7 separate regions of the Mus musculus genome follow, and regions 1, 2, 4, 5, 6 and 7 are each linked to region 3. Evidence: chromatin contacts called from public HiCAR-type and promoter capture Hi-C data. All regions are on one chromosome and are shown on one strand. Each heading gives the region's core, a stretch centred on a gene start, on an enhancer-like site or on the middle of the called end of the contact. The rest is flanking DNA. Distances are from core to core; before and after follow the strand shown.

Evidence for each region. Promoter capture Hi-C pulls out the DNA fragments that hold promoters and counts their contacts. HiCAR-type assays count read pairs that join an accessible place to other places.
Region 1: a contact with region 3 is called in a HiCAR-type map of astrocytes, with 7 times the contacts expected there. The contact joins the promoter of Polm here to the promoter of Sec14l2 in region 3. A contact is called at or near these places in 1 of 39 promoter capture datasets (liver) and 1 of 115 datasets of contacts at active chromatin or transcription factors (astrocytes).
Region 2: a contact with region 3 is called in a HiCAR-type map of astrocytes, with 6 times the contacts expected there. The contact joins the promoter of Pold2 here to the promoter of Sec14l2 in region 3. A contact is called at or near these places in 1 of 39 promoter capture datasets (liver) and 1 of 115 datasets of contacts at active chromatin or transcription factors (astrocytes).
Region 4: a contact with region 3 is called in a promoter capture Hi-C map of liver, with 5 times the contacts expected there. The contact joins the promoter of Gck here to the promoter of Sec14l2 in region 3. A contact is called at or near these places in 2 of 39 promoter capture datasets (both in liver), 1 of 484 Hi-C or Micro-C datasets (liver) and 1 of 115 datasets of contacts at active chromatin or transcription factors (astrocytes).
Region 5: a contact with region 3 is called in a promoter capture Hi-C map of liver, with 6 times the contacts expected there. The contact joins the promoter of Ykt6 here to the promoter of Sec14l2 in region 3. A contact is called at or near these places in 2 of 39 promoter capture datasets (both in liver), 1 of 115 datasets of contacts at active chromatin or transcription factors (astrocytes) and 1 of 9 other capture datasets (liver).
Region 6: a contact with region 3 is called in a promoter capture Hi-C map of liver, with 4 times the contacts expected there. The contact joins the promoter of Pgam2 here to the promoter of Sec14l2 in region 3.
Region 7: a contact with region 3 is called in a promoter capture Hi-C map of liver, with 5 times the contacts expected there. The contact joins the promoter of Aebp1 here to the promoter of Sec14l2 in region 3. A contact is called at or near these places in 3 of 39 promoter capture datasets (liver and pre-B cells) and 1 of 9 other capture datasets (embryonic stem cells).

Annotation. Positions count from the first base shown.
Region 1 is chr11:5,836,733-5,839,432 of GRCm38.p6, reverse strand. It overlaps Polm (polymerase (DNA directed), mu), which reads left to right and starts at 1,417. Exons shown (of 11, transcript NM_017401.2): 1 at 1,417-1,872. The coding sequence starts at 1,682.
Region 2 is chr11:5,876,966-5,879,665 of GRCm38.p6, reverse strand. It overlaps Pold2 (polymerase (DNA directed), delta 2, regulatory subunit), which reads left to right and starts at 1,410. Exons shown (of 11, transcript NM_008894.2): 1 at 1,410-1,474; 2 at 2,677-2,700.
Region 3 is chr11:4,117,464-4,120,163 of GRCm38.p6, reverse strand. Sec14l2 (SEC14-like lipid binding 2) reads left to right here and starts at 1,435. Exons shown (of 12, transcript NM_144520.2): 1 at 1,435-1,539. The coding sequence starts at 1,486. Gm51934 (a long non-coding RNA gene) reads right to left here and starts at 1,815. Exons shown (of 3, transcript XR_003949841.1): 1 at 1,204-1,815.
Region 4 is chr11:5,913,690-5,916,389 of GRCm38.p6, reverse strand. It overlaps Gck (glucokinase), which reads left to right and starts at 1,255. Exons shown (of 10, transcript NM_001287386.1): 1 at 1,255-1,423. The coding sequence starts at 1,379. It overlaps Gm11967 (predicted gene 11967), which reads right to left and starts at 1,123. Exons shown (of 2, transcript NR_166847.1): 1 at 994-1,123; 2 at 1-56.
Region 5 is chr11:5,954,477-5,957,176 of GRCm38.p6, reverse strand. It overlaps Ykt6 (YKT6 v-SNARE homolog (S. cerevisiae)), which reads right to left and starts at 1,419. Exons shown (of 7, transcript NM_019661.4): 1 at 1,173-1,419. The coding sequence starts at 1,276.
Region 6 is chr11:5,802,490-5,805,189 of GRCm38.p6, reverse strand. It overlaps Pgam2 (phosphoglycerate mutase 2), which reads left to right and starts at 1,394. Exons shown (of 3, transcript NM_018870.3): 1 at 1,394-1,915; 2 at 2,011-2,191. The coding sequence starts at 1,502.
Region 7 is chr11:5,860,562-5,863,261 of GRCm38.p6, reverse strand. It overlaps Aebp1 (AE binding protein 1), which reads right to left and starts at 1,396. Exons shown (of 21, transcript NM_009636.3): 1 at 864-1,396. The coding sequence starts at 1,110.

The DNA.
Region 1 (2,700 bases), core at 168-2,667, 1.7 Mb before region 3:
TGTGGTTCCACTTGCCATTCTTTTCCTCCAGTTGGTTGTGCTCCTTAGATCACAAAAATCTTCCAATGGGGCTGGAGAGATAGCTTGGGAGTTAAGAGCACTTGCTGCTCTTGCAGAGAGCCCAGGTTCAGTTCCCAGCCATCTTTAACTGCAGTTCAAGATCTCTGCCCGCACCAGGCATACACGTGGTGTACATGCATGCATTCAGGCAAAACAATTAAGCACATAATTAAAAAAAAATTTTTTTAAGGGGCTAGAGAGATGACTTATTGGTTAAGAGCACTTGTTCCTGCTGAGGACCTGAGTTAGATTCCCAGCATTCACAGGGGCAGCGGCTCACAAATGTTCTTAACTCAAGTTCCAAGGATCTGAAACATTCTCACTCGACGGCACCAAACATGTACGTGGGGTACAGCTACACATGCAAGTAAAACACGAAGACACAGAAAATAAAAATAAATACATCTAATAAATATTTTTAAAAATTAAAAAAAATCGAGTGTCACTAATATAGCTTTGGTTTCTTTTTCGGATTTAAATGATTGCTGATCCGTCTGAGATCTGCTTAATGTTAAGCAGTTTGTAAGGGGGCCAATTTTTTTTTTTTTTTTTTGACTATGGCATAATGGGGCATAGGAACATTTCTGACAAAAGATCCAGTGAAATAACTGAACAAAGGGTATCAATCAGGACTCAAAATCCTTCCTAATGTAACTATAAAGGAATTTTAATAAGTTTAATCTATAAAATCCATAAATAATGCTGTTCCAGATGAAGAGCCACTGGAATTATTTTTCTTCAATCGGGGAAAAAGGGCACATAGAAACCATTTCTGTTCACTTCCACTGGGATCTAGTCTTTTTTTTTTTTTCCCCAATTTTTTATTAGGTGTTTTCTTACTTTACATTTCAAATGCTATCCCGAAAGTCCCCTATACCCTCCCCCGCCCTGTTCCCCTACCCACTCACTCCCACTTCTTGGCCCTGGTGTTCCCCTGTACTGAGGCATATAAAGTTTGCAAGACCAAGGGGCCTCTCTTCCCAATGATGGCCGACTAAGCCATCTTCCGCTACATATGCAGCTAGAGACATGAGATCTGGGAGTACTGGTTAGTTCATATTATTGTTCCAACCTATAGGGTTGCAGACTTAACTTTCCAAATGGAACGCCAGCTGTCCCAATGCTGTTCGTTACATTGGAAAACGTTTTCACCCTCCACCAGCTCACATGTATACTACTCAAACTCCGTTCCCCTCTGCATACCCAGGGGAAGTGGCGTGGGCGCTCTGTCACCAGCAGAGGCAGTGGAGGGTTATCCAGGACTTCTCATATGGCCAGGATAACCTGAGACCCCGCCCTCGGGGGCGAGGAAGAGAGGCCGAGACTCCGCCCCCGAGAGGAGAAAAGTGCCCGCCCAGTACGAGGCGAAGCCCCGCCTACGGGCCCAGGCTACTCTAAGGTCTGGGAAACCACTGGGGCTTTCTATGAGAGTAGTTCAAATAAGAATCCTCGGGCGTTATTTGCATAGAACTGGGGCTTCCGATGGGAAGCCAAAAGCATCCTAGAGGGCGTCTCGTTTGCATAGAGCAGACACCACTTCCTCTCTCCTCCTTCCGCCTTCTTTCATGACCCTGCCTTCCTTCGTTCTGCGGCTTCCTGTGCTTCCAGAGTTGGTGCCCAGATGCTTCCGAAGCGACGGCGAGTGCGAGCTGGGTCCCCACACAGCGCGGTAGCCTCTTCCACGCCGCCCTCGGTGGTGCGCTTCCCGGATGTGGCCATCTACCTTGCGGAGCCGCGAATGGGCCGCAGCCGCCGGGCCTTCCTCACCCGCCTGGCGCGGTCCAAAGGCTTCCGCGTCCTAGATGCTTACAGGTGTGCGGCTCCCGGGAGGCCCCGATGGTGGTGGGATGCCATCCCCCTCCGGGAGCTGGTGTAATTGTGCCCGTCACCCCAGGGTAGGGACTTACTGTGGCCCAGGGCGGGAGCTGGCGCGCAGCTGTGACAGCAAGCAGCACCTGCGGCTTTGGGTTCCAAGCCAGCCTCGGTACTTCGCGGTTGCGGTACGGTCTCCAACCCGGAGTTCCTCTTTTTGAAAGGATGCCATCGAGTCAGAGGCTTCTTAAAGAGCTATAAAAGAAAGAATGGTTAGTGAGAAATATTTGCTAGCTGCATTCCCTCCAATGAGCCAGCGGTCAAAGATGTCCTGAGTTTGCAGACGTCACCAACTAGCTCCAGTAGAGAAAATGCCCAGGGCAGTGGAGTAACTGAGATTGAGGAGACTAAAGGAGCCTGTGCCCGTGTAGCTGGCTAGTTTGTTTGCAACTAACTCCTCCCTCCACAAATGAAACATTCTTTTTGTTTGTTTGTTTTGTTTTTTTTCGAGACAGGGTTTCTCTGTGTAGCCCTGGCTGTCCTGGAACTCACTCTGTAGACCAGGCTGGCCTCGAACTCAGAAATTTGCCTGCCTCTGCCTTCCAAGTGCTGGGATTAAAGACGTGCGCCACCACGCCCGGCTCAAGACTACACTTAAAAGAGTAGAGATAACAATTTGGATTTCGTGTGGCTCTACATTCTTACCACAGCCTGACAAGGTGGCCTGCATTGGATTTTCCCAGTGTAAAGGAAATATAAATACGATGCTTTCCAAGTACATACAACAAGAGTCTGCCTACTGGGGTTTGAATAAATAGGGCAAAATTC
Region 2 (2,700 bases), core at 161-2,660, 1.8 Mb before region 3:
GGGTAGTGGCACGTGCCTGTAACCCCAGCACTCCAGAGGTGTAGACAGAAAGATCAGGAGTTTAAGGCCCTGTTGCTACACCATGGAATATATTAGACCCGTCTCAAGGAAAAAGTAGAAATAAAGATATTCTGGGATAAAATTTGATGAGTCCATTTCCTTAGACATTTACTGTAAGGAATCCTAAGGAGAGTCCTGCAGACCAAAGGGAACAGCAACCAAAGAGTAAATGGAGAGCTCCAGTCAAGGGGCTGCACAACAACGAGCTCTGTGTCATTGTAACTTTGGATTTTAATTCTACAAAGTGGTTTCAAATCCATCAAATGGGGTTTGTTCCTGGAACACAAGAACGTTGCAACATAATCAAATATGCAACAGGCTACTTGAGACAGTAGGCAAAAATCCGCACTCAGCCCAGCTTACAAAGGAAAAAATACTCAACAAACTGAAACATTAAAAACAAATGATTTAGCCGGGGGTGGGGGTGCACGCCTTTAATCCCAGCACTTGGGAGGCAGAGGCAGAGGCAGGTGGATTTCTGAGTCCGAGGCCAGTCTGGTCTACAAAGTGAGTTCCAGGACAGCCAGGGCTATACAGAGAAACCCTGTCTCGGGGGGAAAAAAATGATTTAATTCATTATTAAAACAGGAACGAGGGAAACCTTGTCTCAAAAAGCAAAAACAAACAAAAACAGAAACAAGGGGCTGGAGAAAGCTCGGTTGAGAGCTCTTTCAGAATGGCTCACAACCATTTGTAATTCCAGTTCCAGGTGACACGGACGCTCTCTTCTCGCCTCCGAGGAGACTGACCTCACATGCGTGCAGGCAAAACACACCCACACACAAAACAAAACAAAATAAATTCAAAATAAAACAAAAAAACTTAGTAAGCCAGAAGAAACCTACCTTAAGTAATAAGTTTCAGACTGAGTAATTAGGCAATTTTAAAAAGGAGCAATGTTACCACTGAAGTCTGATGCACTTGCAGTCAGGGTGTCTTAGTGTGAATTCTAGCTTTTCTCACTAGCTGGGTCATTTTGCCTGTTTCCCTGCCTGTGAGATGGGAGAAATTGTTCATGCTTCCAAGGGAATCTGAGAAGTCAGGGTGAGAATCACAGCGCAGGATAGAGTGGGAGGGAAGCTTCAGCCACACAGGAGCCACCAGACCCCCAGCGCTCGGGGAGAGCAGCATGAGCCAGGCGCCCAGCCTCACTACGGCCCACGCTACCCAAGGAGTTCACCCGATGAGGCCCAGCCGCAAACACCGCATGCGCACAGGAAACCCAGTGCTAAGTGATGGGTTGTCCCGGGAACCGGAGGCGTGACTCCGCGTTTCCTCGGTCCAGAGGCGGGGCGCACGGGGATTGGCTGGATGAAGCGTGCAGCGATGGGCGGGATGGGGCGGGAGGCGATTGGCTGGATGCGCCGATGGGCGGGACGGGCGCGCAGAGATTGGCGGGATGCGGCGTGGCGCGGTGAGTGTGCTGCTGAGCGGGGTTAACGTGGGTCCTGGGTCAGACTTGGCGGTACCTGGACAGCGGGCCGGGGTCTTGAGGGTGCTTCGAACTGTAACATGGGCCCGAGCTGGGCGTGTCTGCTTCGGGGCAGGTCTCCCGTCGGGTCCGGCCTGGAGCACCGTGTGGGCCGCTGCCACCACCGTGCGTTTTTGGCTTACATCCAGTTTACATGTGCCCATTTGGCAAATTCATAGGGTCCGCTCCCTAAGCCAGAGCTGCGCATTAAAGAAAGCCGAACCAGCTAGGGGAATTTGAACTTTGTAATAGCTGTACCAAAAAAAAAAAAAAAAAAGTAAAATGAAAAAGAAAGCTGTGTTCAAAACTTCCGTTACTACATCCAGCCTGTTGTCGTCTCAACTACGCATGAAGAATATGTTGAGATACTTTATACTAAAGTCCGCTGTGCATCCATCCCCAAGCACATCTTAGTGGGAAGGGGTGCAATACAAGAAAACAAACCTCTGCGCTGCCGGAGCTTAGGCAACAGTTGGAGGAGGCAAAGTAAATGCTTGAGAGATGATAATGATGCAGACAGTTGAAGTAGCAATGCAGTCAATTAGATATGGGAAGGTGAGTTTTAAGGAAAGACTTGAAAGGGAAGAGCCAGTAAGCCTTGGGGAAAAGGAGAGGACCCAGCAGGAGTAGAGAGGCCTCTACTTGGAGCCCCTGCTGTGGAAGGGACACTTGGAAGGAGAAACAGATAGGAGGGGGGAGCTGTTCTTAGAGGCCCAGAGCTGATCTTACAGGTCGTGGTAAGAACTTGGGGTTTTATTTACTGAAAAGCAACCTTTGGGGGGTTTTGAGCAAAACAGGGGCAGCTTTATGCTTTATTTTTTATCACTAATTATATTATGACAGGCTTCTTCAGTGATGCCTGATAGCATCCCTAGAGGTAGCAGAGGTCCCAGGGAGCTGGGCAGAAGCAGATCAATAATTCCATTTGAGGGTATGCAGAATTTGAGACCCTGGTGATTGGGTAGAAATGTGGAGAGGAGGAGGTGATGAACAAGGTTTGGAACGAGCTCCAGGTTGTATCTGACTAGGTTATAGGATGACACCTCCGGACACATGTGTGCACATTGTGGACAGCGTGGTTGGGACACTAGGGGAGCTTTGGGTACAAGAAGGGATTGCAGGAATGCCTTTGTGTGTCTCTGCAGTGATAACTCCTCGGCCTGGACACA
Region 3 (2,700 bases), core at 186-2,685:
GCCTTGCTCTTGTGTTCTCTTTAGTAAGTTTGGGACCAAAAGGTGGTGTCTAAATATTCCTGGGTTCCAGAACAATGCCTCCTGCTTGGCATACAGTAGGAAGACAAAATGGCCCTGGCCCTGTGACCAGGTATCACCATGGAAGTAAGATCAAAGTGGCGAGGGCTCTAGCAGGAGAAGGCTATGAACTCTATTGTGTGAGCCAGAAGTAGTAACTGGGGGGCGGGAGGCAGTCTGATGGTATAGGCTGGACAAGAGGCTGCTAGGCTACAGCTGTCAGAGTCCACCCACTCACTAGTCAAACTTGTCACTAGCGGGGAGTCCGCAGGCTCTTGGCCAGAGCTGGGAAGCAGATAAGCACAGCAGGGCTGCTGTGGGCTCTGGCTTCCAGTGTGGTTTCCTCTCTGTCTAGCCTACGGCCAAGATCTGGCTAGGCAGCCAGCAATGGACAGCAAGGAGGTGGCCACAAGAAGTCAAACCTGAGAATTGTGTACATTAACTTCCATTAGCCTCCTGCCCATGATCACCCTCGGTTAGAGAAGAAGCAACAGTGCAGTGAGGCAAAGGACCCCGTAGACACCCGTGGGACACGGGCCCTCAAACCTGAGCCTCCTCACTTCCACAGAGGAAGCAGAGCATGCCAACTGAGATGTGAGAGCTTCAGGTGTGGCTCCCAGAGAGCAGGGAAGATCAGACGCAGAGACCTGGGTCTTAGTGGGGAGGCTGGTCTTCCTTTCTCTTCAGCTAGATGCCATGGTCTTTACCATGCCTGCTCTGCAGGTAGAGGGAAAAGGCTGTCCACTCCATTTGGTTTATTTGTTTGTATTCTGGGCTTGCCTCAAGCCCAATAAATAAGCTAAGGGTGATCAGAACTTCTGCTTCTCCAATGCTGGGATCTCAGGTATGTGTTGGAATGTGCCACTATGACCATGCAGTGCTGGGAATCCGACTTAAGGTCGTGCGCGTAACTCAGTGGCAAGCCTTCTGCCACTGAGTTACATCGGCAACCCTGGGGGTCAACTCTCACTCCCAAGCAGAGCTGGTAGTAGTGACCATAAGCAGATGGCAGAGTGAACACCACAGTTCCTACAGGCAGAAAGACGCTTAAGGGGCATCCCTTTTCAGTGGGCACCAGAGAGCTGTCAACATTTTGGGGTAAGGAAAGCTATGAGAGCAGCCCGGTCCAGCCTTGTGGAGTCGCACCTTAGAAGACGTCGTTTGCTAGAGCTTTCCAGCTTCCTCTTGGTTAGGATGAGGATCCAGACCCAAGTAGCTCCTCAGGTGTATGAGCAAGCATTCTGGCTCCAATCCAGGGCCTCTGCGCGTCTCGCCCCGCCCCTCGGGCTCCTTTAAGAGGCGGGTCTTGGCCGCCAGCCCCGGGGCCTCGGCCAAAGACTGGGACTTTACTCCAGCGGCTGCGGCGGCGGCAAACGAGTCGGAGCTCCATCAGCTGCCGCAGGCACCGCGCCCCAAGGCTGAGCCACGATGAGCGGCAGAGTCGGTGACCTGAGCCCCAAACAGGAGGAGGCACTGGCCAAGGTGAGCTTGCTCTTGGTCTGTCTGTGGCCCTCGCTCCTGGCTGAAAAGCGGCTGTAAGGGACTGTCCTCGCGGGCGGGCGACTGATCGCCCCCGCTTGGCTAGTGCCCAGCGGACCGCTTCTCCTTCAGGGTGAGGACCTCGGGAAGTTTGGTCATCGCGATCTTCAGCATGAGCAGCCCCAGAGGTGCCCCCTTGGGAAGAAGTGGTTGCTTGGAAGCCTTGGGAGGCAGCTGAGGGCACAAAGGCAACATTCATCCTCCGGGCTGGCAGGGACTGGTAGCAGGGCCGTGGGACAGGGGCAGGGCCCCAGGTTTCCTCCCATTTCCGGGAGGTTTTTCTCTTTTGGGGCAGTGGCATATGGAAGGGTCCCTGACAGTTCCTTGGCAAACTCCCCCTAGCTCTTTCAAGGCACTAAGTCACTGTGCGACCTTGGGCCAAACCCTGTCCTGTGTGCTGTGCTCTTCGATGAAATTAGAGGAGTTGTCTGTCGGGCACCTCTTGTGTGTGAAGTCTAAGATGTCCGGGATTCACTAGGTTGGAATCCTTTCGGAGAGAAGAGCTCTCCCCACCCTGGCAACCCAGACCCTTGCCTGAACTTAGTGATGCCACTCAAAAGGAAAGGACCTGACCAGGCTTTGCCTTGGCACCTGGGCAGACAGGGACTTATCTACTCCATTCAAGTTCGGGAGCTGGCACTTCTGGCCAAAAGACTTTATCTCCTCAGTTGCACGGGATCAGAATTGATGGGGTCCAGCCCCAGTGTTCCCAGTTGTGCAGTTTCTTATTTATTCCAGAGTGTGGCAGCAGATGTGGCTGCTGTGTGTGACTTTTTTCCCATGCCAGGTTTGCTGCTGACGTGCAGGCTAAGTCTGTTGGGCATAGGTTTGGTGGGGATTAAGCCAGGGGCTAGGTGAGGTCCTTGGTGAAGGGTGGCCTTCTGCTTGTTGTTTAGATGACCATTGTCCTAACTCTGGGAGCTGCTTTTGGGGGATGGGAGGGTCTGATTAGACCTAGCTGACCTAAGGCAAAGGGCAGAGGTGGCCAGTCCTCATTGGTCCTCTCTGGAGGTGTCCTACAGGTCAGTAACCAGATAAAGGTCTCTGCTGTTGTAGGAGGCTTGGGGCTGCCTGTTTACTACTGGGTAGTGAGAGATCAGGGAT
Region 4 (2,700 bases), core at 6-2,505, 1.8 Mb before region 3:
AGACCACGCCCTGGGACATGTTCTGGGAGGATGCTTGCTGCTCATGCGCAGTCTGGCTGAGACAGAAATCCGCTCCGTTTGTCTCTGGCTTTGCATTGGTTCACACCCTTCCTCCCACCTCCCAGAGATTAGAGCTTGAAGATTTGCCTCCTCCTCCTCCTCCTCCTCCTCTATCCTCCTCTTCCTCTTCCTCTCCTGTGACTTGCCCAGGAGATGGGAGCAAGGCTCCCAGGCAGCTCCAAGACCAGCCACCCCAAATTCAGGCATGAGCTCAACCCCCAAAGCAAAAGGGGCTCAGAGCCAGGGGTTGGGTAGTCAGAGGCTTGTCATATGAGGTCTGGTGAGGCCAGCTTTGCTCTATTTTGGGAAAGTGATCAATCGTGTCAAGGGGTGACCATACTGGCCAATCTTGGGAAAACCTGGCATTCTGACAGGCACCCTATGTACCCTGTCATACTTGCCAGTGGCAGCTAATTTTAGCAGGGCTTGGAAATGCCAGCAAGTGCAGAGTATGTTGGGGTCACTCCTGGCCAAACCCAAAGAAAGGTCTAGGAGGTGTCTGAACCCCGTAGAAGAGCCCAGAATGTCCTGAGCATTGCTGTCACAAAATTTAACGGCCTCTTCTATTCTATTTCTTGCTGTTTGGGTTAAAGGAAATTTAAGAAGATTCCACAATAGTTAAAAAAAAAAATTGTTTTACTTGCAGGGGAGGGGGTGTCAGGGAAGCCAGAGGACCTGAATCTTCTCCAGCTTGTATGTGCACAGATGTCCTTCCCATCTGCCCCAGTCCATGCCGTGACCAAACTCTCCCTTCCACAAACGCTTGGCTTCCTTCCTTCCTTCCTCCAGCTTCTCCTTCCCAGCCAAGTTCTATGGTGGAGCCCCAGACTGTGTGGCTGTGCATAGCCAACCCTCCATAGGTGAAACCCCATGAGGATCTCCACTACCCACAAGTCTGAAGCCTCACTGGCTCACACAGCTCCTCGTGCCTACCTGTTTCAAAGCATCCGATCATCATCTTCTGTAACAAGTCTGGAAGGGGGCATGTGAGTGGGCTAGCTCCAGCCACTTCATCAACCTCTCCACAGCAGCTCCAACCAGTGTTCAGAGAACATGGTAGCCTGTCTCATAGCCCTGTCCCTGTGGCCTTTGTCAAACCTGATCCCACGTGGTTCTTTGTCCTGGCCCTGGCCCTGTCCCTGACCCCGTGGCAGTAGGCAGGGTATTTTAGGAGCCACCTCTCAGACTGACCCATTAGTGCAGAAGTCCTTGGCTGCCTGTCTTTTGCAACACTCAGCCAGACAGTCCTCACCCACAGCAGGTGGCCTCGGGAGTCAGGAACATCTCTACTTCCCCAACGACCCCTGCTTATCCTCAGATGGCTGTGGATACTACAAGGAGGGGAGCCCAGTCGTTGACTCTGGTAAGGGCCCCTCACAGGCCAAAGGCCTTGAATTGGGGGAGACCTGGAGGGCAGCATGCTCAGGTTGGAGAGAGGGATTGGTTCAAGGATGAGTGCGATCCTGTAGGAGACCTGGATTTGTCCCTTCTTCCCTGTATCCCTTCTCATTGGTGCTACGATTGTCCAGCTCTTGAGGAGTCCACCAGGGCTTGTTTCTGGAATGACAGTGCCTAGCCTCGGGATGTTTTCTGAGTGCTGCTCATCTCTAAGGGGCACCTCATGGCTGTACTCAGTAGAGTGTGGGGCTTTCTTCTCCAGAAGTATGTGGATGGCTGACCTAGGGCCACTCACTCCTTTGTATAAAGCCACCATAGGACCTTGGAAAAGAGGATCCAGGCTAAGACTGGACATGCAGGTGCTGACACTGTCTCTGGACCTTCAGAACTGTGGCTTTTGTCTGTAGGCTGCTATGGCCCTTGTCCAGATCCTCTGGGGTCTACAGTTCCCTGGGGCTACCTCTCCCACTGCTAAGATGGTAAACACAGCACTTGATGGTGTCTTCTTTTTTTCCTGCATTATAAGGTGGGCAATCAGAGTGTGCTCAGGGATCTGACCCTGCCAGCTCTATCCCTCCCACTTTTGCTATTAGTTCCCTGTGACCTAATCCAGACTTGTATAAGAACATCTCCATGCTAAGGGCTTGTTTCCCCACTGTTTCCCTGAACTGTGTCTGCACACAGCCAGCCATACATACTTGAGGCAGCTATGTGCAGGCAGATGGGTTGCTTAGATTGGTTTCCCAGGATGCCTAATCCCAGTGGATCCCTGCTGCAGCTGCTCAGGCTCGTCCATGTGATCCTCCTAGTGTGTCTCTTCCTAAACCCCCTAGACCAAGCTGTCACCAGATGTCTGTATGTTCTCTAGACCTTACCACATCTCTGTCCTGTGTGCACTGTCACAGTACACAGATTCTGGAGACAGCCTAATGCCACCCAGTTCCACCCTGTCTCAAGAAGTCCGCATTCTGTAGCCAGGCGTCTCTAGCCTTCTCGTGGTTGTCGGGGTGACTCCTTTCTCCCCTCTATGCAACTTCCTCACTTTCTAGGAAAGTGAGGAGCTGCACCCCTCAGCCCACCCTGACACCCACTTCCTTGCCTCACCACCCAACTCAACTCTACTGTCATGTAATTCTCTTCCGTGACTCTCCGTGAGCACTGGCCTCGTGTGGTACTGTGCTTGGACAGATAGACAGACAGACAGACAAACAGACAGACAGCAAATGCTCTCAGCTCTTCTCT
Region 5 (2,700 bases), core at 170-2,669, 1.8 Mb before region 3:
TGTATTTGGGATCAAACCCAGGCCCCTCATGCAGCAAGCAGTCTCCTGAATGAACTATTTCTCCACTCAAGCTACCTTCCAACCCCTTGGCAAACACTATTCACATAACTATAATCCACAGCAACTCATGTCCATCAGCGGATGGATACATAAACAAAACATAGTGTTTACATAAAACTCAATACTGTATATATTTTAAAGGGGAGAAAAATTTGGTATCTGCAGAAACATAGGTCAACCTTGGGGTCATTCTGCTTAGTAAAATCAGTGGGACACAAAAAGCCAACTACTATATATCCCACTTATATGAAGTCATTAGAACCATCAAAAGCTGAGACACAACCTGAACAAGCAGATTTCCCCAGACGTTGAGTCAAGATGACCACAGGTCCTACCCTGTTGGGCCCTTTTCCTTTTGTGTCTGAGTCACTCCCACAAGACTGGGTATCTGTGCAGCTTACAATTAAAGCACCCCACAATCCTTTACATGCCTACAAGCAATACAAATCCAGTGGTTCCTGCCTAGCTACCAGTGTGGACCCTTCCTGATAATCAAGGCCCAAACACTAAAAAGAATGAGTTTGACCCCTGACTCCCAATCCTTGAGGAATCAACGATTTTACTCATAAAAGAAACACCTCCATACAGAACTTCTGGAAAGAGCTTTGACCAGCGACTTTCACAAACTGTGGGCTGCAACCCCTTTGGCAAACCTCAATCTCCAAAAATACATATGCATAACAGTAGCAAAATTACAGTTATGAAGTAGCCACGAAAATAATTTTATGGTTGGGGGTGGGAGGGTTCCCTCAACATGAGAAACGGTACTAAAGGGTCGCAGCGCAAGGAAGGTGAGAACCACTGGCAACGACGAAATACAAAGGTTAAGACACCAAACACTGGTTAAATCACAGGGTGCGAGGCGTAGTCAACATACTTATTTCTGAGTCCGGAGATCCCAGATCAGAACAGTTGGCAGCGCGTCTGTAATCAATGGCCTTCCAATCTTTCTACAACTGGGCAATACCGCGTAGGGCAGAGCCCTTTCCCAGGGTTGCTAACGACTCCTCAGGTACAGCCTGCCGCCCGAGGGAGGCCAAAGCCGTGCTCGCCCTTCGAGAGACTCGACTCCCTGGACTCCGGGTCCAGCCACCCGGGCCCGGCCCACTTACCTGGACCTCTGGAAGAAACTAAAGGAAGACACGTCGTACGCGGCCTTGAGCAGCACCGCTTTCGGATCGCCTTTGTAAAGGACACTAAGGCTGTACAGCTTCATGGCGCCGCACCTTCGGGCCGCCGGCTGAGCCCCAGACCCGCTCCCAGGAGCGCGGCCACAGTCCCTCAGAACAGCGGCGGCCGCCTCCTGACGGGGCCCGGCCGGCTTCTTCCTCCTAGAGTAAGGCCCACTTCCGGTTCCGGTGGCGAGTTGCTCCAGCCGCTCCTCGGAGGCCCGAAGGCAGGGTACGCGCGTGCGCGGACGGGTAGCTAAGCGGCGGGGCGCGCCCGCGTCCGCCCGGGTCGGCGCCAGGAGGCTCGGTCTCCGCCTGCGTGGCAGTGCCTTGGCGCAGGTTCCCTTCCGGGCTGTCGCGCGGACCCTGGCTGCCGGTGGGGAGTGCTGTGCCGTACCATCGCTCTTTTTTCCCCATTCTGCTAGAAAAACAACCCGTAGCTGTCCCCACTCTATACTTTTGTTGCATTCTATGTGTAACAGCACCAGGCTACCCAACCTCTTCCCTGGGTGTCCCAAGTACAGACGACTAAAAGAAAGGCCCTTCATCCTTTCTCTTGCAATAATAAAAATCAGAAACGTCACTGGCTATGGCCACTCAGCTTGGACACACTTGTTCGACAAGCCAGGCGGCCAGAGGTGTCAGCTATATTCACCTGCACTGACACCATGGCTCCACAGGCGGCAGACGGAGAACCATTTCTGAAGAAAGCCTCTTTATCCAAAGTTGTACAAAATTACCAGGATAGTGACCTTGCAGAAAGAGATGTGGATTAAGAAAATTGATAGCAAGAAGCAGACCTTGGGCTTCCAATGTGAACAGCAAAATGCTTATCAAACTCCCTTACAGCCACTCTTGGCACCTCTTCCTGCTTTTCTCTGACTTTACCCAGCCTCCCTTGGTCCCAGGAAGTCTCATCTAGAGATATGCGAACTCCCCAAGCCAAGCTTGTTAATCAATTTCAAATGACATTGTTTTCCCCTGCGTTTCCCCAGCTGTTATCCAGCCTGAATTCGGTCCCAGTACTTCCGCACCGCAAAAGTTACCCCCCCCCCCCAATCTGTTGGACTCAAAAAATACCTTTTTTGTAGACATGTTGGTAAAAGTGATAAACTATCAAATTCCAAGTCCTGCTCATTGCAGATGTTTAACAATGACGACGATGGTTATTTGCACCATTACGTTAAATGACAGAAAGAAAGAAAGAAAGAAAGAAAGAAAGAAAGAAAGAAAGAAAGAAAGAGGAAGCAAGCCTCATGAGAGGCCGAAGGTGCCCTTGAGGCTGTTAGAAGCAGAGCTTTAAAGGGAGGCTAAAATCTGAGCAAGGTCTACAGATTAGATAAGAGCACTATATCTTTATTTCCAGCTTTCAGTCACTGACTGCCCTGACCTTATAAGAGAAGTCTCTGGTGCATGCATGCATGCACACTAACACACAGTAACATAAATAGATGAACACTATGTATACAAC
Region 6 (2,700 bases), core at 145-2,644, 1.7 Mb before region 3:
TGTGTGCCACCCCTGCCTGCCTTGGCCCTGTATTTTTAACCAGAGTTTATTAGCCACACCAGCCAGGTGTTGTAATGCAGATCCTTATAGACCTCTGTACCAGGTCAGCCTGGTCTACATAGCAAGTACCAGGCCAGCTAAAGCTGCATAGTGAGAGCCTGTCTTTAAAACAACACAGGGGGCTGGGCAGTGGTGGGGCACGCTTTTAATCCCAGCACTCGGGAGGCAGAGGCAGGCAGATTTCTGAGTTCGAGGCCAGCCTGGTCTACAAAGTGAGTTCCAGGACAGCCAGTGCTATACAGAGAAACCCTGTTTTGACCCCTCCCCCCCGCCAAAAAAAAAAAAAAAAAAAAAAAACAACATCAGAGGGGTGACAGTGGTGCATGTCTTTAATCCCAGCACTTGGGCAGGGGGTAGGATTAAAGGTGTGCACAACCAGGTTCTAAAATGTCTTTAAGTTTATTTTTAATTGTGGGTAGGAAATGTGCACATTAGTGCAGGTATACACTGAGACCAGACCTGTTGGATGCCCCTGGAGCTATAGTTGCAGGTAGTGGTGAGCTGCCCAATGTGGGTACTGGAGATTGTATCTGGGTCCTTTGGAAGTGCTCTTGAGGAGCCATCTCTCCAGTCCCTTAGGGTGTTCTGTTTTTTACTGGTACCTCAACCCAGTGTACCCTTCCTGTAGGGCTCCCAGCTCTGCCCTCAGTGTTCTTCTAGCTCACCTGAGTATCATCTGGGGAGCTGTCTCATCCTGTGCACCTCTCAAAGCAACTGCTCCTCATCCTCCATACTTAGTGGGGTGGGGGTATCTGCCTGGTAAAACGTGTGTGCTCACTCCGTCTCACCAACACAGCAACACAGACAATGCATGTACGCTGGGACAGGCACCTGGGCAGAGAACAATCACTGTTGCAGACACGCCTACTTATTTACTTACACACTGACCTCTTTGTATGGATATCTTATACATACCCTTGACCTTGACACTAGGCTAGACTTCTTCCTGAGATGCGCTTGTTCTTAATTGTATTAAGAGACTGAAGAGAGATTGCAGCTTGAGTCACACAATTCAACTCTGTCTTTAAACATATGTATATATCAGAAAAGGGCCTGGAATAGTTGTTTCTACCCGATCAGGAGAGGGCCAATTGTGATTGAAAGCTGCTGATGTCAAGAGTGTCTCCACATGGAGAACACCCCCAGGTTGACTCCTGCCCTTCACCCTGGTCCAGTTCTGCAGCCCCATGCGGCTTGTTACCAGGTGCCAGCTGGTTATGGGGCTTGTCATCTGAGCTGATGATTTTGTGAGACTATTTTTAAGTTCAGCTCCTTGGACTACACCCCACCCCCAGTTCTGCTACTGGTTGCCTGCCTCTGCCTGTATCTCCTGGAATGCTGATTGGCAGTTAGGGCTGGGGTGGGGGCTGGGAAAACTGTTATAAAGCCTAAAGGGCCAAGCAAGCAGCTGCCACCTAGAGTTCCTGTGTCCCCCGCCACCATGACCACCCACCGCCTAGTAATGGTTCGCCACGGTGAGAGCTTATGGAACCAAGAGAACCGTTTCTGTGGCTGGTTTGATGCAGAGCTGAGTGAGAAGGGAGCAGAGGAGGCCAAGCGGGGGGCCACCGCTATCAAAGATGCCAAGATAGAGTTTGACATCTGCTACACGTCGGTGCTGAAGCGGGCAATCCGCACCCTTTGGACCATCCTGGATGTTACGGACCAAATGTGGGTGCCCGTGGTGCGTACCTGGCGCCTCAATGAGCGGCACTATGGTGGCCTCACAGGCCTCAATAAGGCTGAGACGGCTGCAAAGCACGGGGAGGAGCAGGTGAAGATCTGGAGGCGTTCCTTTGACACCCCACCACCACCCATGGATGAGAAACACAACTACTACACCTCCATCAGCAAGGTGGGCCAGATGCCGGGAAGCTGGAAGGTTGGGAGCCCAGGGGGGAGGGCTACCCAGTAAACAAAAGCGAAATGTTCCTGTGCCCTTGTCCCCAGGACCGCCGCTATGCAGGCTTGAAGCCTGAGGAGCTGCCTACCTGTGAAAGTCTCAAGGACACCATTGCCCGGGCTTTGCCCTTCTGGAATGAGGAGATCGCACCTAAGATTAAGGCTGGCCAGAGAGTGCTTATTGCAGCCCATGGGAACAGCCTTCGGGGCATTGTGAAACATCTGGAAGGTGAGGCCTACTCTCAGGAAAGATGTGAGACAGAAACCACTGCGGTTCATTGGTTTCAGCTATTTTACAGATGTCAGGGTTTCAGAAGTTGATGGAGGCAGGAGTTTTGTAATACTTTGTGTTGTCCCATTTCCAGTTATGTAGTCAGCACAGACAGCATAGCTGAGGCACCCCACAGGAGCTGATCATAGGTAGAGCAGGCTTCTGGCACCCACTGGGGAAAGAGGTCAGAGCTCTGGCCATCAACGCCAAGTATTGGCTTCCTGCTGAATCAAGCCACTTGAGCTGTTATAAAACTCTTGCTCTCTCTCCTGGTGCTGCCTGCATTTCCTCTTTTTCTCTCAAGTCTATGTACAAAGTGCCTTGACTCTGAGGCCCCTTTGCCTCAGGTACAATACATAGTCCATCCACCCACACAGACCTGAACCATGTGTTCCCCCACCTCTCAGTCTTCTATAGGCTAAAAAAAGGCAGCAGAGTGCAGAAATATGGAGCTACTTAAAATCTTA
Region 7 (2,700 bases), core at 147-2,646, 1.7 Mb before region 3:
TAGGTAGTTCTCTCCGTGCTGGCTCATCTCAGAGAAGTCAAGTAGCAGGGGCCACCCTTCTAGCACCCTAGGAGCTGCAATTGCTGGGTGCGGAGAATTTAATGGCGAATGGGAAACACACAGGCAGCTGGCTGAAACACAGGGAATACAGCAAAACATGCAGCAGGAGCAGGGTCACTTGGCAATGTCCAGAACGTCTTGGTTGCTGGAGGCAAAGTGTGCAGGGAGGTGAGGGTAGGGAGAGCAGGACAGATCTACAGCAGTGGGGGCCGGAGGGGGAGTGGCTGACCTCAGGAATGATGAATGGTGCCTTACAGTCTCCTGGGAGAGAGATCACAAGATCCGTTGCCACTCTCCAGAGGGCCATGAAAAACAGCTAAGATTTACTGACAACGATTGCATAAGAGGCTCGGGGTTGCATGCCTCCGGGATGCTATCACCTCGCTTAGTTCTGACCATCTCAGACTGCCCACTTTCACCTGGAAGTCTTCCTCACCCCGCTCCCCTGTCTGTGTTCCTGTGGGAGAAGAGGAGGCAAGCAGATGCCTAGGCTTGAAGCTTGCCACTAAGAGACTAGGGCCAGTTCGGAGAGGCGAATCACAATTTCCCACTCGTCCAAACCTACACTCTCTTGAGACCTGGGATGAACAACTTGGGCGACCTCAAAAGCCCAGCGCCACCCTATGCTGAACACACACCTCCAGGTTTCCAAACTCCAGGACAGAACTGCTGCCTGGCAGTGTGTTGCCTTGCGTTGCCTTGGAGAGACATTCCTCACGGGGCAGCATGGGAAGTGGCTAGACCCTCCAGAGCCCCTGTATGCTCACTTGATGCCATGGCCACCCATGTCACCAGGTTCTCACCTTCTACATCTGCCCGCTGCTTGCCCCCTGCCTTGGATTTGCGGGGACGCTGGGTGGGTTCGGGAAGCGGCTGGACTTCCACGTCGTCTTCCCGGGGCGGGGACTGGGTCTCCAACTCCGAAAGGAAGCCTTCGAGGAACTCCTCGATCTCGTCGTCCGTCAGCACCGTCTGTGGGTTCCCCTCAGGGCACAGCGTCAGCAGTGCCAGGAGGCCGCAGAGCAGGGATGCGGTGCGCACTGGAGCCATGGCTCTGGGCACGCGCGGGAGCCGGGCGGGCTTGAGCAGGGACTTGGGTGGCAGGGGCAGCGCCCCGCGTAGGGGCGGGAAAGGGCGCGAGGAACGTGGGCGTCAAGGGTATCCAGAAAGCGGTGGGAAAGGGAGATTCAAGGAGAGCAAGGGGCTCCAGGAGAGGTTCTGGCGGGCCCAGCTCCGGCAGCAACTGGGCGCTCCTGCCCCGCGTGGCTGGCTCTCACGCGGACCGCCCTCCAGAGCGCTTGCGACGGCCTGGCCGGGGCGGGGGCTTCGGGTTTCCGGAGGGGGAGGAGGAGGAGCCGGCCTTGGACCGGGGGCTGCGGGGGAGGGAGGCGGAGCAGCACGGAGCCCAGACTAATAGCAGCGTCAGCGCCCAGTTTAGAGGGTCTGGGTGCAGGGCGCCTAGCGGGGAGGAAGGCCTGGGAGAAAAGAATGCAACAGTTATGGGGAAGGGAGTGTGCGGAGTCTAAGGAGACCTGTGCTCTAACCCGCTGTGCCCTTTGCTCTGAGCCCAGGGAGATTGCTAGGGGAGGGAGGGAGTAGGGCCCTCGAGGGTACTGGCGATCACCTCCTTTCCACTTTCTGGAGGTTAGCTCTTCAAAGTGTCACCTGCTGTGTGCTTGCACAGGTGTCACCTTTGTCCAGTTATCACCAACATCCCAGGTCTTTGGAGCCAATTTTTGCGAGGAAGGCTGTGAAAAGCTGTTCTCAGCAAGCTGCTGTCCTTATGGAGATAGGAGCCCCACTTCAGAGCTCAGGGCTCAGGTCCCAATGTGGAGTAATAGCTATTTCTCTCCTTCCTCTGACCAGAAGCGGTTAAAACAACAAATTGTTTACAACAGCTTCAGCTATGGCTTCTAGAATACAAACGTTGGCTGGCTCATAATGGCCATCATAGCTAAGCCCAGGAATGCCAGAGCATTTACCCATGAAGGATTAAAGATGTGAACGTGGGCTTGTAGCAGCCATAGGTCCAGGGCAGTGGCAGGCAGCTTTCAACCAAGGTGGGGAGGCACTCTGATAAAAAAGAATAGCGACCCCCAGATGATTGACATGGGAAAGTTTACATCTCAGCTGGAAGAGAAAAAAGAAAAAGCAGGTCAAGAAACACCAACACGATGCCACCTCCTCAGTCTTTCACCCTCACCCTCACCCTCTCTGTCCAGCATGAGCAGGGAGAAAAAGGGGAAATTTTCGGGTACTGGGCTCTGTAACCCACTGCTCTCAGGGAGTAGGCAAGCCCCTCCCGGCAGTCTCCTTTCTGGCTCTCCTTGAGGAAGCATGGAGACTATGCCAAGAACTGATGTGTGTGTGAGTGTGTGTGTGTGTGTGGGGGGGAGGGTCTAACCCATCTTAGCCCTCCTAGCTGTCTGACTCAGCAGGGGAACTCCGTGTCCACAACTTACTATACGCATATTAAATGGACCACCTTTCTGGTTTATTCGATTTTTTTGAGACAGAGTTTCTCTGTGTAGCTCTGGCTGTCCTGGAACTTGCTCTGTAGACCAGGCTGGCCTCGAACTCAGAAACCCACCTGCTGCTGCCTCCCAAGTGCTGGGATTAAAGGTGTGCACCACCACTGCC